2 separate regions of the Podarcis muralis genome follow, and region 1 is linked to region 2. The links are chromatin contacts, called in public Hi-C maps. All regions are on one chromosome and are shown on one strand. Each heading gives the region's core, a stretch centred on a gene start, on an enhancer-like site or on the middle of the called end of the contact. The rest is flanking DNA. Distances are from core to core; before and after follow the strand shown. Region 1 holds the start of ARMC1 (armadillo repeat containing 1). Region 2 holds the start of COPS5 (COP9 signalosome subunit 5).

The links. Hi-C and Micro-C count contacts between places; a contact is called where the count stands out from the background.
Region 1: a Hi-C map of blood shows a contact between it and region 2, with 6 times the contacts expected there. The contact joins the promoter of ARMC1 here to the promoter of COPS5 in region 2. A contact is called at or near these places in 2 of 3 Hi-C or Micro-C datasets (blood and tail).

The regions. Positions count from the first base shown.
Region 1 is chr8:34,866,031-34,872,419 of rPodMur119.hap1.1, forward strand. ARMC1 (armadillo repeat containing 1) reads left to right here and starts at 2,136. Exons shown (of 7, transcript XM_028736838.2): 1 at 2,136-2,412; 2 at 5,157-5,353. The coding sequence starts at 5,180.
Region 2 is chr8:34,383,585-34,389,533 of rPodMur119.hap1.1, forward strand. COPS5 (COP9 signalosome subunit 5) reads left to right here and starts at 3,064. Exons shown (of 8, transcript XM_028736797.2): 1 at 3,064-3,348; 2 at 5,198-5,432. The coding sequence starts at 3,197. The region is part of intron 1 of CSPP1 (centrosome and spindle pole associated protein 1); the gene reads right to left.

The sequences.
Region 1 (6,389 bases), core at 886-3,385, 480 kb after region 2:
CGCGCGAGAGCGCCATCTGCCGATGCGGAGCGCTCGGTACAACAGCCAATGATTACTTAGCAGAGCGTAGTAAAGCTGTACAACTGTTGTTTCTTTTCTCGTCCGGACTAGGTCCCTGTCCGCTACGACGGTAGCATTTCGCAACTCGCTTTTATCGGTACTGTCGTTATCAAAAGGGCTGCAATATGCAAATTAAAAATTATTTGAGGACTGCAGTAGCCCTGTGCAATAATATGGCTTGATACGCTGTCAAGCGTTTGTTTTAAATACGTAGTTGTTTAGATTTTATATTATATATTTGTATTGCATTTTATGCCTTGTAAGCTGCCTTGTGAGCAGCCTAAACATGCCTAAGTCTAAGGTATAAGACAGCTTCCTAAGTTCCTACTACTGTACTTTGATGAGGCTTACTCCCAAGTATGTTTAGGCTTGGGTTCTTATCCTATACCAGGGGTGGCCAACTCCCAAAAGACTGCACTCTACTTACAGAGTTAAAGCTTAGATCGTAGAATTGTTGAGTTGGAAGAGAGCCAGAGGATCATCTAGTGTCTAACCCACTGCAATGCAGGAATATGCAGCTGTCCCATATGGGGATCAAACCTGCAACCTTGGCATTATCAGCACCATGATGTAACCAACTGAGCTATTCAGGTATCTACCTCCTTTTTAAAATGTATTTTATTACTATTATTTGTATTTTTAAAGATTGCAGTGTGTTTGCAGTAAGCAATAACTTTGCAATACAGTACAGTAACGAAAATTCCCAACTAAAAACTTTACAGTAAACTGAAAACAACGTATGGCTGTGTTGTCATTATACTTCCTATTTCAATACATCAAGAAAAAGCCCATTTCTCAATAAATTTATGGGGAGTTAAATACCACTGATAAAACGTCTTATAAGTACGGAAATTGATAAAATGCATGTTGATACAGAAGAATGCATCCTAGTCAAGACACCGCATAGTCTTCCTTTGATGTGGTCCAACTTTAGATGGAGTCCAACAGGGTGGCAACAGCTTTGCCACAACGCCCCCTGGTCCTGACTGATTTGTTAAAGTCTTATGGCAAAAAAACTCAAGACTTAGGAAGTCTGCCTGATTTCTATCAGTTAAGATAGCTGATAGAATGGAATGCTGTTTATGTTGTCAGTTTGAAAATAAGGAAGATGGAAAGCAGGGGAAGAGAGGGAATTGACTTGCTCTCCCCGGAATAATTTAAGGGGTGTTTCAAGACAATACCATTTTTCTTTCCCACTCTCCAGAACTGGATACCTCCCCTCTTATTTCATATAGGGACCCACGTTAGGAGCTAGGAGCCCTCTATTGCTATATGTACTGTATAGTACAGCAGGGGGAAACTTCAGAGCCTTCTCCTCCCACCCCTCAATTCTTCCTGCTCTAACCTAAGAACACTCCTGTGGAGCAGATCCCATTTGTAATTGTTTATCTATTGAAGTTTTACCCTGCCGTTACTCCAGGGAGCTAAGGGTAGCGAACAGGGTCACCCCACGCTCCATTTTTTAATGTATATTTTTGGTTTTTACGAGTGGAAAAAAAGGTTTTATTCATAAAGTACTCCAAAATTCGTTTATTTTTCAGACTCACGGCATGCTGGTGAAAGAGGAAATTAAGGCTGCTATCCAAGCCCCACATGCCCAGGAGTAAGCCCCATTCAATTCAATACGACTTACTCCTGAGTAGAACTGGCTAATAAGGCTGCCTGCATTCCCAAACTAGAGATGAAGAGCCATTCAACGCAGCGGGGCTTACTTCAGAATATACATACACGGGACTGCGCTGCAACACTTCCTTTTCAACCTGCGGTAGCAAACCCCCGTGGAAACACCCACAAATAAATCCCGCTGAACAGGAGCGGGACTCGCTTCCCATAAGCGCTCACACAATCGCCCTGTTTATCCTTTTCGCCTACAACTCCGCTCGCGCCATACTCTCGCGTGACAGCGAAAGCTCACGGCGCCGAGAATGGTCTCCCTGGGACTTGTAGTTTCTTAGGTCCACCTTAAAAAAAAAAAAAAGCCTCACCGGCTCCAACCCACAATGCCGCGGAAGTCCAGCCAGCCGCATTTCACCAATTAGAGACGCGCGTAACAAGGCGAGCCGCGACTGGCCAGGAGGTGCTTTCGGCTGCAGCCAATGGGGTCCCCCGGATCGCCGAGGTGCCGGAGACCTGTGAGCGCCCGCCTGGCTGGGTGAATGTTGTCTCCGGGGGTAGAAGGTTCCAATCCTGCTGACCTCTGGCCGGGCGCCCCGGGGTGCAAAGCGCCTTCTCCCCGCCCGGCCTCCTTTCGCACGAGGGCGGCCTCCGCGGCAGCAGATACGTGACCTGGACCGTTCCTTCTTCTGGCGGGGCGGGAGCAAGAAAGCGCCTCCCCTTTCGCATCCTATGAAAGTGAGGGCGGGGAATGGGGGACCTTCGGAGTGGGGAGTCGGTGGGGAGGAGGCGGCTGGTGAGGGTTAAGGGCTGTTGGGCCCCTGAAGGCAGGGAAAGCCAGACCAAGGAGAGTGACCCCGGGCAGGGTAACATAGAGTCCCCTGACCTCTTCCCACCCCAACCACAAGCTCTTATTTTAAATCACCAAAACATCAGGGATTTCTAATGGCTGCCTTTCTCTCACAGGATCAGCTTATGTATGTTTACTCTGAATTAAGCCCAATTTCGTTTAGTGGGGCTTTGTCCCTGCTAGCCTAAAGTGTGGTACTGTGTGGAGACTCAGATAGAAATTCCATTGGGTTCCATGGGCAGCCCTCCCAGGTAACGGGATATGACTGCAGCAGAAGCTGATTTCAGTTATCTGGCCCTAGGGAATGGGGAGGAGGTTTAAGCGCTGGCGCGTAAGGTAGCAATCCCTTGTGTACTGAACTTCTGATATTTTTGCGATACAAACCAGTACGTGAAATAGTACAAATGACCAACATAGCACCTTGGATGTCCACATCTGGGAATAAGTTCCATCGCAGTGAGCTAGATTTACTTTTGGTTAACTATTTGGTTAACGGTTGTTTCATTTTAGAAAAGGCTTGCTGAAGCATCTAAGACTTGGTGTTTGAATATAGCCACAGTGCTATATGGTGAGTTGCTTTTGTTTTTCAAAAGAGAAACAAAAGTGATTTCTTTGGGTCTTGATTTTTTTTTATCAGACTGTGCATATGCTTGCAAGAAAGTCCTATTGAAACAAGTAGGACTTCTAAGAAGGCATGCATACACCTGGCAGAGTTTGAGTATGAACTTGTGCATGCTTACCAGGGAGCAAGCCCTACTGGCAGAGTGGGATTTATGAATAAACATGCATATAGGATTGTGCTGTGCACTGAAATAAGTAAAAAACAACAACAGTGAAATAGATTAGGCATATTTGTTTTATTTAATCACATATAATTCTTAATATGAGCATGTTGTCAGTCTCTGGCTCAGGTTGTGGTCAGAAGCTGTATAAAGTTTCTTTGGTGATATTTGTGTAATTCTGAATCAGTAAATAGCACAAATATTTGTCTGGCCCTAAGGACCATCAATTTCAGTAAAAGCCACATACAGTATTTAGGGTTGATCCTAAGCACAGCTTTTGAAGTTAGCTTCATGGAAACAAATACCCTGATTTCCAGACCAGTTTAATTTCTCAATAGTTTATTCATGGTGGAGTTAGCTCATATTTTTAGCTCAGTGGTTTTCAAATTCCACCTTCAATGAGCCCTTTCTGCATTGCTTTGTCTGCTGCAGATCTTGAGGGTGTCAACACTCAAGAACTTTGTGCATTCAGAATATTCTGGACCATGTTTACCAAGGTGAACAGACATTTCATAGAGAACACCGGCCATATTGGTCCTCATTGTTGCTGCATGTGAGCTGTGAGTGCACCCTGGATTATACTCAACAATGTCTTCATACTATGCAGGGAGAAATAGGCAAGCTGTCTGTCTAGGAAGCTTGGGTTGTTGTCAACATTAGCCATACTTAGAGTAGACTCATTCAAATAATTGGATATCATTAACAAGTCTGTTTCAGTGGGTTTACTCTGAGTATGACTTGGTTGGATTCAATCCCTTGACTGTCATCATGGCTCTTTCAATTGATGAACCTATGATAAGCATATGAGGATTCTCAGGAGCAAAGTTTGAAAATTGCTATTATAATAATCTAGTTATTGAATTTAGGTTTCGGCAGTGCTTTGTGTTTTGTCTTGCCAGGGGTGGTGGCATGCAGCAGTTGAGAAGGTTAACTTTCCACTACTCATGCCATGCTTCCTTTATTCAGATGATAATTCCAATGCACAATTTTGGAAATTAGATCCTTATGGAGATTGTATACCTTCATATTCCATCCAGCATTGCAACTGATAAATACATAAGCTGCGTGAAGCTCTTTGGGCACTGGTCAAGACCTGAACAACCACATGCCTTCATTTGCTTACCCAAGAGAATTCTGTTCTGTTTACTGTATAATAGTCCCTTTAGGCACTTTTGAAAGCTGTATATGAAATGTTATGTTCACAATGCATGGAAGCCCTTGTTATATCTAAAATAGCATTTTGGATTCTGACTGAAGCCTTCACAATATTAAAAACTTGGGGACAATTCTCACTATGTTTTTGTGCTTTGTGTGTAAGTGAAGGTGAAATGCAAATGCTTTAGTGATTATTTCACCCACCTATCCCATTTACTTGCTTTTGGGGTAAAGCTGGGAGTCCTTGCATAGTGGGATGGGCCAAAGGGTTGAGCTTTGTCAAGCTTTACATATCTTTATATGTACAAGATGGTGATAACTGTGGATTAGGAATAATTCTTGCCCAGCAATAATTATTCTATTACTGAGTGAATGGCTAACTTCTGATGTTGATAGCTGAAATAGTGATAAGATGCGCTATGTATTAGATTCTTTGACTTGCTGTCTGATTTTGGTGGAAGGAAATGGGAACTTTGAGTGCATTGAAATTTAAAACAATACATACTGTGTCTTAGGTTTGCTTTTTTGTTGAATTTTGAATAGTGATCTGAGCAGCATGTGCTGACTAGTGTCTACATGTAGTCTTCTAAAGACTCCTAAAGAATTACTTAAGGAAATATAATTTGAACCACACCAAGCTAATGACAGTGGCCATTAACTCCACAATATTTCTAATAACATTTCTTTTCCAGCAGAATTTTATGTATGACAAGCAAAAATGAACAGCAGCATGAGCGAAGAGCCTGATGCGTTATCTGTAGTTAATCAGCTGAGGGACCTTGCAGCTGATCCCCTAAACAGAAGAGCAATTGTCCAGGATCAGGGATGTCTACCAGGCCTTATTTTATTTTTGGATCATCCCAATCCCCCAGTTGTCCATTCAGCCCTACTGGTAAGTATCATCTGTTTCCTAATTGTGCAACTTTTTTCCTATGCATTCTATAGCATGACTATGTGATTGGCACTCTAAATTTCAGGATTTAATATTAAATAATCACTCACTGGCTTTTGCAAGCATATTTTATATCAGTGTGTTTCCATAAAATATCTTAAAACAAAACATCTTAGAAAATTTTACTGAAGAAGAAAAGATGTATTGTAATAGCACAGATTCTTAGCCAGAGAGGATCACCTAAACGTGACAATCTCAGATGCAGAAAACTGAAATGCAGTTTATGCTGTTGTCACTCTGGTACATTCTGAGAAACTATGGAATTGAAGTGGAAGATTTCTTTAAAAAGAAAGAAATTTATTGATGCAAGTTTGAATGATACCAAAGTTTAGCAATGTATATCAAATATGAGAGTTCTGGAGCAGTGTTAATTCTGTTTGATGCCAGGTCCTGCCCCCACCCCAAGGTAAAAGTAGTCATAGTTCTCATCTTCCCACTCTCCAAATCAGAATCCAGTCCTACTGAATTAAATGGGCCTTACTCCCAGGTAAATGTATAAAGTGTAAGTTGGCAGTCTAAATTAATAATGAAACTTAACAGAAATACTATTCAGCAGGTATTAGGGCAGTGGACATGCTGTATCAGAGCTGTTAGGAACTAAGCAAACATTAACGTTGGCACAAGACCAATTACTCAACACAATGACAACTGGTTCAAGGTCCTTTTGTTTCTGAATGTCACTTAATCGTGACACATGCAGTCTTAGAGCTCAGAGAAAATATGATGCTAAGTAGAACAATGAAAAACCCAAATTGTTTGTATGATAACAATTTACCTCCCAAAAGCAAACACCCATATACATACAACATCTGTCAACTAAACTTAACCTTCTCCAACTGAACAAGCTGACAGGCTTGCTCTTAAAAGTCTATTCATCTTAAAGATTCAGTCTCAGCATGGGATGTATGTGGAAAAAGAGTTGCAGAATAGGAGAGATGAGGAGGCATGGAAATGGAAGCGATGTGTGTCAAGGAAG
Region 2 (5,949 bases), core at 1,814-4,313:
TGTGGCTTCAGAAGATAATGATCCAACTATGCCAGTGTTATTTAACACACCTGCAGTGCTGGAGCTAGAGGATATGCCCCAGGTGGCAGCAAATATCATTCTGCCCTGAGTCATGTCTACTCAGAAGCAAGCATTCAATGGGGCTTACTTCCAGGTAAATAAGGGTTAGTAAGAGAACTGCAATTTTAATCATGGCAGTTCATAAGTCAGCCCTACTGAATTCAACTGAGGCAGCAGCAGTGCAGTCTTTTGCCCTCTGCAGCAAAATTTATAAAGCCTGCACTGCACACTCAACAAGTGGCCCACCTGTTTCTAGACTGGTGCTGAATATATTGGAAATGCATTCCCAACCTCAACTTTTACTTGGTAAAAACCTCTATTTGTTACTAAGGCCAAGAAGCCACCTTTCACAGCTATTTATTGCAGCCCATAACAATGAACCGAGATTGCCTCAAAACCACTCCTTGAAGAAATCTATATGCAATAGTCTGACTAACAGATTCACTAGCAAACCAGTTTGTAAATGAAACAGACTTCTATTCACTAAATGGTGGAAATGATCACTGGCCTTCAGATATATTATTTGTTGGCTTTAATGCTTTCGAAACGTTTCACACTACCACTAGCCATTCCTTAATACTAAAGTTACAATCCCTTGTACACTTATTAGTAAGTACCACTGCACTCGGCCGCATTTGCTTCTGAGTAAACATACTTACAATCACATTGTATGTATTTTGGGAGGTATTCATAAAGCTAGACGCTTATGACAAAACTGTCTTGACCGTCCATAAGAAGAGTCCCTTGAACAGATGCTGTTCATTCATGGGCTGGTAACTTTACATATTTTCGTCTTTGAAGCCCTTCTTCACATCCATGCGAAATGGTTAAGGCGCCACAGATACCCGAGAGCAGAAACCTTCCCTATCTCCAGGCATCAACAAAGGGAGTCACAGAATAGGGGAGGTTGAGGAAAGAAAGGGTGGGCTCGGAAGAGAAGAGCAACTGTTGCTTCCGCGCCTGCCCAGGGCGTCGGTCTCTTTAAGAAGCTATACGGCGTTGTTAGGCAACCAGATTACAACAAAAACCGGGGCCTCTCCGCACTCCTGGACCCGCGCAGTCTGCGCTCCTCTACAGAAAGGCACAACTCCCAGTCCGAGGAATAAGACTTCAAGGTGCAACATTCCCCCCCACCCAAAAAAAAGAGGATTTTGCGCGCACAAAAACTCCCCCCTACCCGAGCGAAGCCCCTCGAGGAGAGCCCCAAACTCCCCCCCAAACTCTTAAAGGATGCATGCGGGGACTTCCCTCAGCACCCCGCGCGCGCCAAGACGCCCCTTCCTCACCCTCGTCTACTTAGGGCGAATATTCCACCCCCGGGGAAGTGGGATGCGCTCTTCTTTGCGCGCACTTCCCAACCCTCTCCAGAGAGCGACCCAAGTTACCGGACGGGTGCGCGCCTCTCTCTCTCGTCCGAGGTCTTTGGAGCTGCAGCCGCTCGGAACCCGCCCGAAACGCACCTCTCTCTCCGGAGAGGCCCAGCCGCCGGCGGGTTGTCAAACAGCTGCTACGGCAGCGCCTCCCGTCGCCTCGCCTCGCCGCTCCGCCGAAGTCGCTCCAGCCCTCCGCCTTCTCGGGGAGGAGCCAGCCTAACGGCCGGAGAGGGGACGGGGCTGCCGCGCACGAACAGCTCCCTCTGGTGCTTGTCGCCAAGTGGAAACCCGGCCTAAAACCTGTAGCTGAGTAGAACAGCGCCTTAAGGGGGTTTTGTCTCCTGGAAAGGAAAGGTGCTAAGTGCTACTCCTTTAGCACTCCTTTAAAGTGCCTCCTTTAAATCCTTTTAACATCAGGTGTTTTGAGAGTTGCGCGTGGTTGCACAGCAGCGAAGGGCAGGCGCTCTGTGCATGCTCGGAGAAACATGCTTTTTTTTTTTTTTTTTTGCTATCACTTCGTCGCGGGGCGAGTGCAAACGGCACAATCAAAGGCTAGCTAGGCAATGTTGTTGGAAACGGAGGTGTTTGTATTCCGCACCCTGGAATATAGGCGTGATGTTCTTTCACTTTCTTGAATGGCCAGATCTCTCCTCAATATAGAGATAGATAAGAACACACTCTCTCTGCACTTGACTATATTAGGGGAAAATCTAGAAGCTCTGTTTCTAAGCAAATAAGAGTTAAAGAACACGCCCCTATGCCCTATATTATTCCCTCAGAGAATTCTGGGCACTGTAGTTTGTTAAGGGTTGCTGGGAATTGTAAGCGAGGGATAAATGTACAGTACTTAAAAAAAGGTACGTATAGTGCGTGCACAGTCTTAAAAGTATGGTGTGTACACAGAGTCAAGAACAACACGGTGATGCAGAATATGAGGAGTGCCTCAACAGATGAAAATGCATTGATTATGGTGGAGCAGAGAAGGGGATTGTTTACAAATATTATTCCGGCTTCCTTCGATGCGTTCTTATATGTTCTTTCAAAACAAAGCTCAATAGAATAGATTAACAGGGAACGTTTCATAGAATAGAATTTTAAGAGTTGAAAGGGATCTCGGGTGTCACGTAGTGCTCAACGCAGAACCCACAATGCAGGAGGGGACTCCTGCTCCCCTGACAGGTGGCAGCCCAGCCTCTGGTTTTAAATTTCAGAGGTGAAAGCTATAAGCGGGAAGGCATACCCCATAATGCGCCATTGGGATGTCATGTTTTTTAGATACCAGAAACTCACTTTAAAATGTGGAGTAGTTTGCCCTCACAAATAAAAGGCGGGCTTTGCGATGGCAGGGAAGACGTGGATATAATTTTTTCTTTCCTGGAATTCAGACGTGGGGTGGGAATAATTATTTCGGGGCAGAGCGGGTTAATGACTGACTCGCAGGAGGGCTCGTGCCACGACGCCTCTCCTCGATGGGCAACCCCGTCCCTGCGAAAAGACTGGGATGGCCGTTCTCCGCGCGGGAGGCTAATTCCACCGTTTCTCGCTAGGGGGCGGGCGAGCCAGCTCGAGGCGTCGCGGAGCGGGCGGAACCATTCGCGGGGGACTCTCTATCCCCGCCCAGCCCGCTTGCCCAGCGCCTACACCCACTTCCGCCGCGCTTGCTTCGCTCTGTTGCGGCAAGCAGGCCGGGAGGCTCGACTGCCCGGAGGGTCTATCATCGGCTAGCAGGGCCCGGCTCGGCTCGGCCTGAGGAACCCGGTGAGATGGCAGCGGCCGGCCCTTCCGGGAGCGGGATGGCCCAGAAGACGTGGGAGATGGCCAACAACATGCAGGAGGCGCAGAGCATCGATGAGATCTATAAGTACGACCGCAAGCAGCAGCAGGAGATCCTGGCGGCGAAGCCGTGGACCAAGGAGTAAGTGAGCGGGTGGGCAAAGCGGGGGAGGATCAAAGGACTCGGCCCGGACCCCGGTGCTGTTTGGTCCCGGGAGAGGAAGGGCGAGGGGCTGTGATGATGCACCTGCCCTAGATATTACCTCTCATGTAGGACTTGACAAGAAGAGGTAGAGGTGAGTAAGAGGAAAGATCAAAATGCAAAACTCTGGACAGGTGCAGGTAAGAAAGATTGCCTCTTGGAGGTCTTAAGAGAAGAAAAAGTAACAAGTCTTGACAGTCGTTTGTAAAGATGGGGTGAACGAGGGAAGGCGGGGAGTCAAAGTTAAATCCAAGGAAAGTAGAAATGATGGGTGAATGCCCCATATCAACACACAGACACGCCATGACTCCTTCATTTTGACACTGAGTGAAGGCAAGGCGGGGGGGGGGGGTTATGAAATGGAAAAACAAGCAGCCTCCCAAGAACAAATGTTACTAGCAAATGAAACGTCTTAAAATGTTGTATGCTGAGAAGTCAAAGGCCTCTTCTGGGAGAAAATAAGTAACCCACACACTTCTGGAACTCCCCCTTCTCACAATTTTCTAGCTATTCCCAAATGTGTGAGGGGTCAGTCATTCTGTCTTAATTGAAGCAGGATTATGTACCTGGGTTTCTCACATCCACACAATTTACTGCTGTACAACATAGGTTGCTTGTTACATTAAGAGAGAAACATTTTGTTCTTTTGAAATCTGGATCTATTTTATTAGTTTGAAATATTTATTTGCCACCCTATAACCATGTTCTCTGGGTGCCATACAACAAATATAAAGGCGATTAAAATATGCATAATAAATCTATAAAATATATATCATTAAAAATCCATAGCTCTAGTGATAATGTTTTTTTGTAGCAGGAACAGATTTAAAGGCCTGGAACAATGAAAAGATTTTACTGAAATGACATCAGATTAGGCATGTGGTGAGCCTCTTTGGAGAGAGCATTTTATAGCCAGGCTACCATAAATGAAAACACCTTTTTGTCAGTAGCTACCATATGCACCTCCTGAAGAAGGACCGTAGAAGATCTTATGGTTTAAGTAGGTGCATATGGGTATGTACTATACTGTTGAGTATATCTGTAACCTCTGTGTTTAGCTATTGCAATTCTCCAGCTTCACCTGGTATGCCATCTATTCCTGACCACTATAGTCCTTGTATTGATAATCCCAAGACTGGATTACTGCAATGTGCTCTGTGTAGGGCTGGCCTTGGGCCTGGTACTGAAACTCCAGCTAGTGCAGTGTTGCAGCTAGACTGCTGAGGAAGGCAAATGGCCAACAGAATTTGACACCTCTGCTAAAATATTTGGCTGCCCACATGCCGCCAAGCCAGGTTCAAATTTCTTGTACAGTATTGAGGCCTTACATCACTCTGATAAGTACTCTTAGTTGTCCTCTTTGTTACAGATGCCCAACTTAATTCAGCTAGAAGTATTTAGTGTCCCTGGTCCCATGCGAAGATTCAGCAGGCATTCTCACTGCTAACTTTCAGATGTCTCAAATATGTTTTTATTAAGATAGTGCTTTACATTCAGTGATTTAAATTTTCCAAAGGTGGGCCAGTCATTTTTGTGATTATTTTGTATTTTTTATGGTGGCATTGTTTTTATTGCCTCTGCATACTGCTGTACACCACCTTGGTATTTCATATCTGGTTGATTTAAAAAATATTTTTTATAAACAAAATCTTGTCCCGTATCATTTTATTGATTCTGAGTTTCAGGGTGAGCTCTCTTGCCTTAAATCATCTATTGTACTTTGTGTTTCTTCTTTTCCTTTTCTGTCATAATAGATATTGTGCTAAGCTCTTTTGTTTTTCCATTGCAGTCACCACTATTTCAAGTACTGCAAGATCTCTGCTCTGGCCCTCCTGAAGATGGTCATGCATGCTAGGTCAGGAGGCAATTTGGAAGTGATGGGCTTAATGCTTGGAAAAGTGGATGGCGAAACTATGATTATCATGGACAGCTTTGCTTTACCAGTCGAAGGCACTGAAACACGAGTTAACGCTCAGGCTGCTGCATATGAATATATGGCTGCGTATATAGAAAATGCAAAGCAGGTAAAAAGGGAAGACTGATTTCCTTTTAGCAAATTAGCATTGTGTTAAAACTGTTTATAATCACATCTGGGATTGGAGACACCTCAGTTTGTAATTTATGAACAACATGTGTTGCCCTTAACCCCAATATGCTGTCACTTACACCACCAGTTGAGTATAAGTTTGGATCAGATTTAGTTCAGATACATTTTTCTCCTCTAGTTACCTTATTGAAGGGCTTCAATGTTGTGTTTTTTTATGCATATTCTTACTGCTTCATTTTCTCCATTTTATGTACATCTTAATTGTCTTAGAAATTGTGAAGAAAATAATTTCTTCAATTTAATTTCTGCTTTTGTTAAGTGAACAACAAGCTCATTATTTACAAAAATAATAATACGGTAGCTTCTGAGCTTCCTGCCTGGCCATGTTTTTCAGAAAACAATTTTGGAGTAGATGGGCTTTGTGTCTGATCCTGTAGGGCTTTTTATGTTCATACATGGCTTAATTTTGAAATATCTGTGGTTTGCCAACTGTC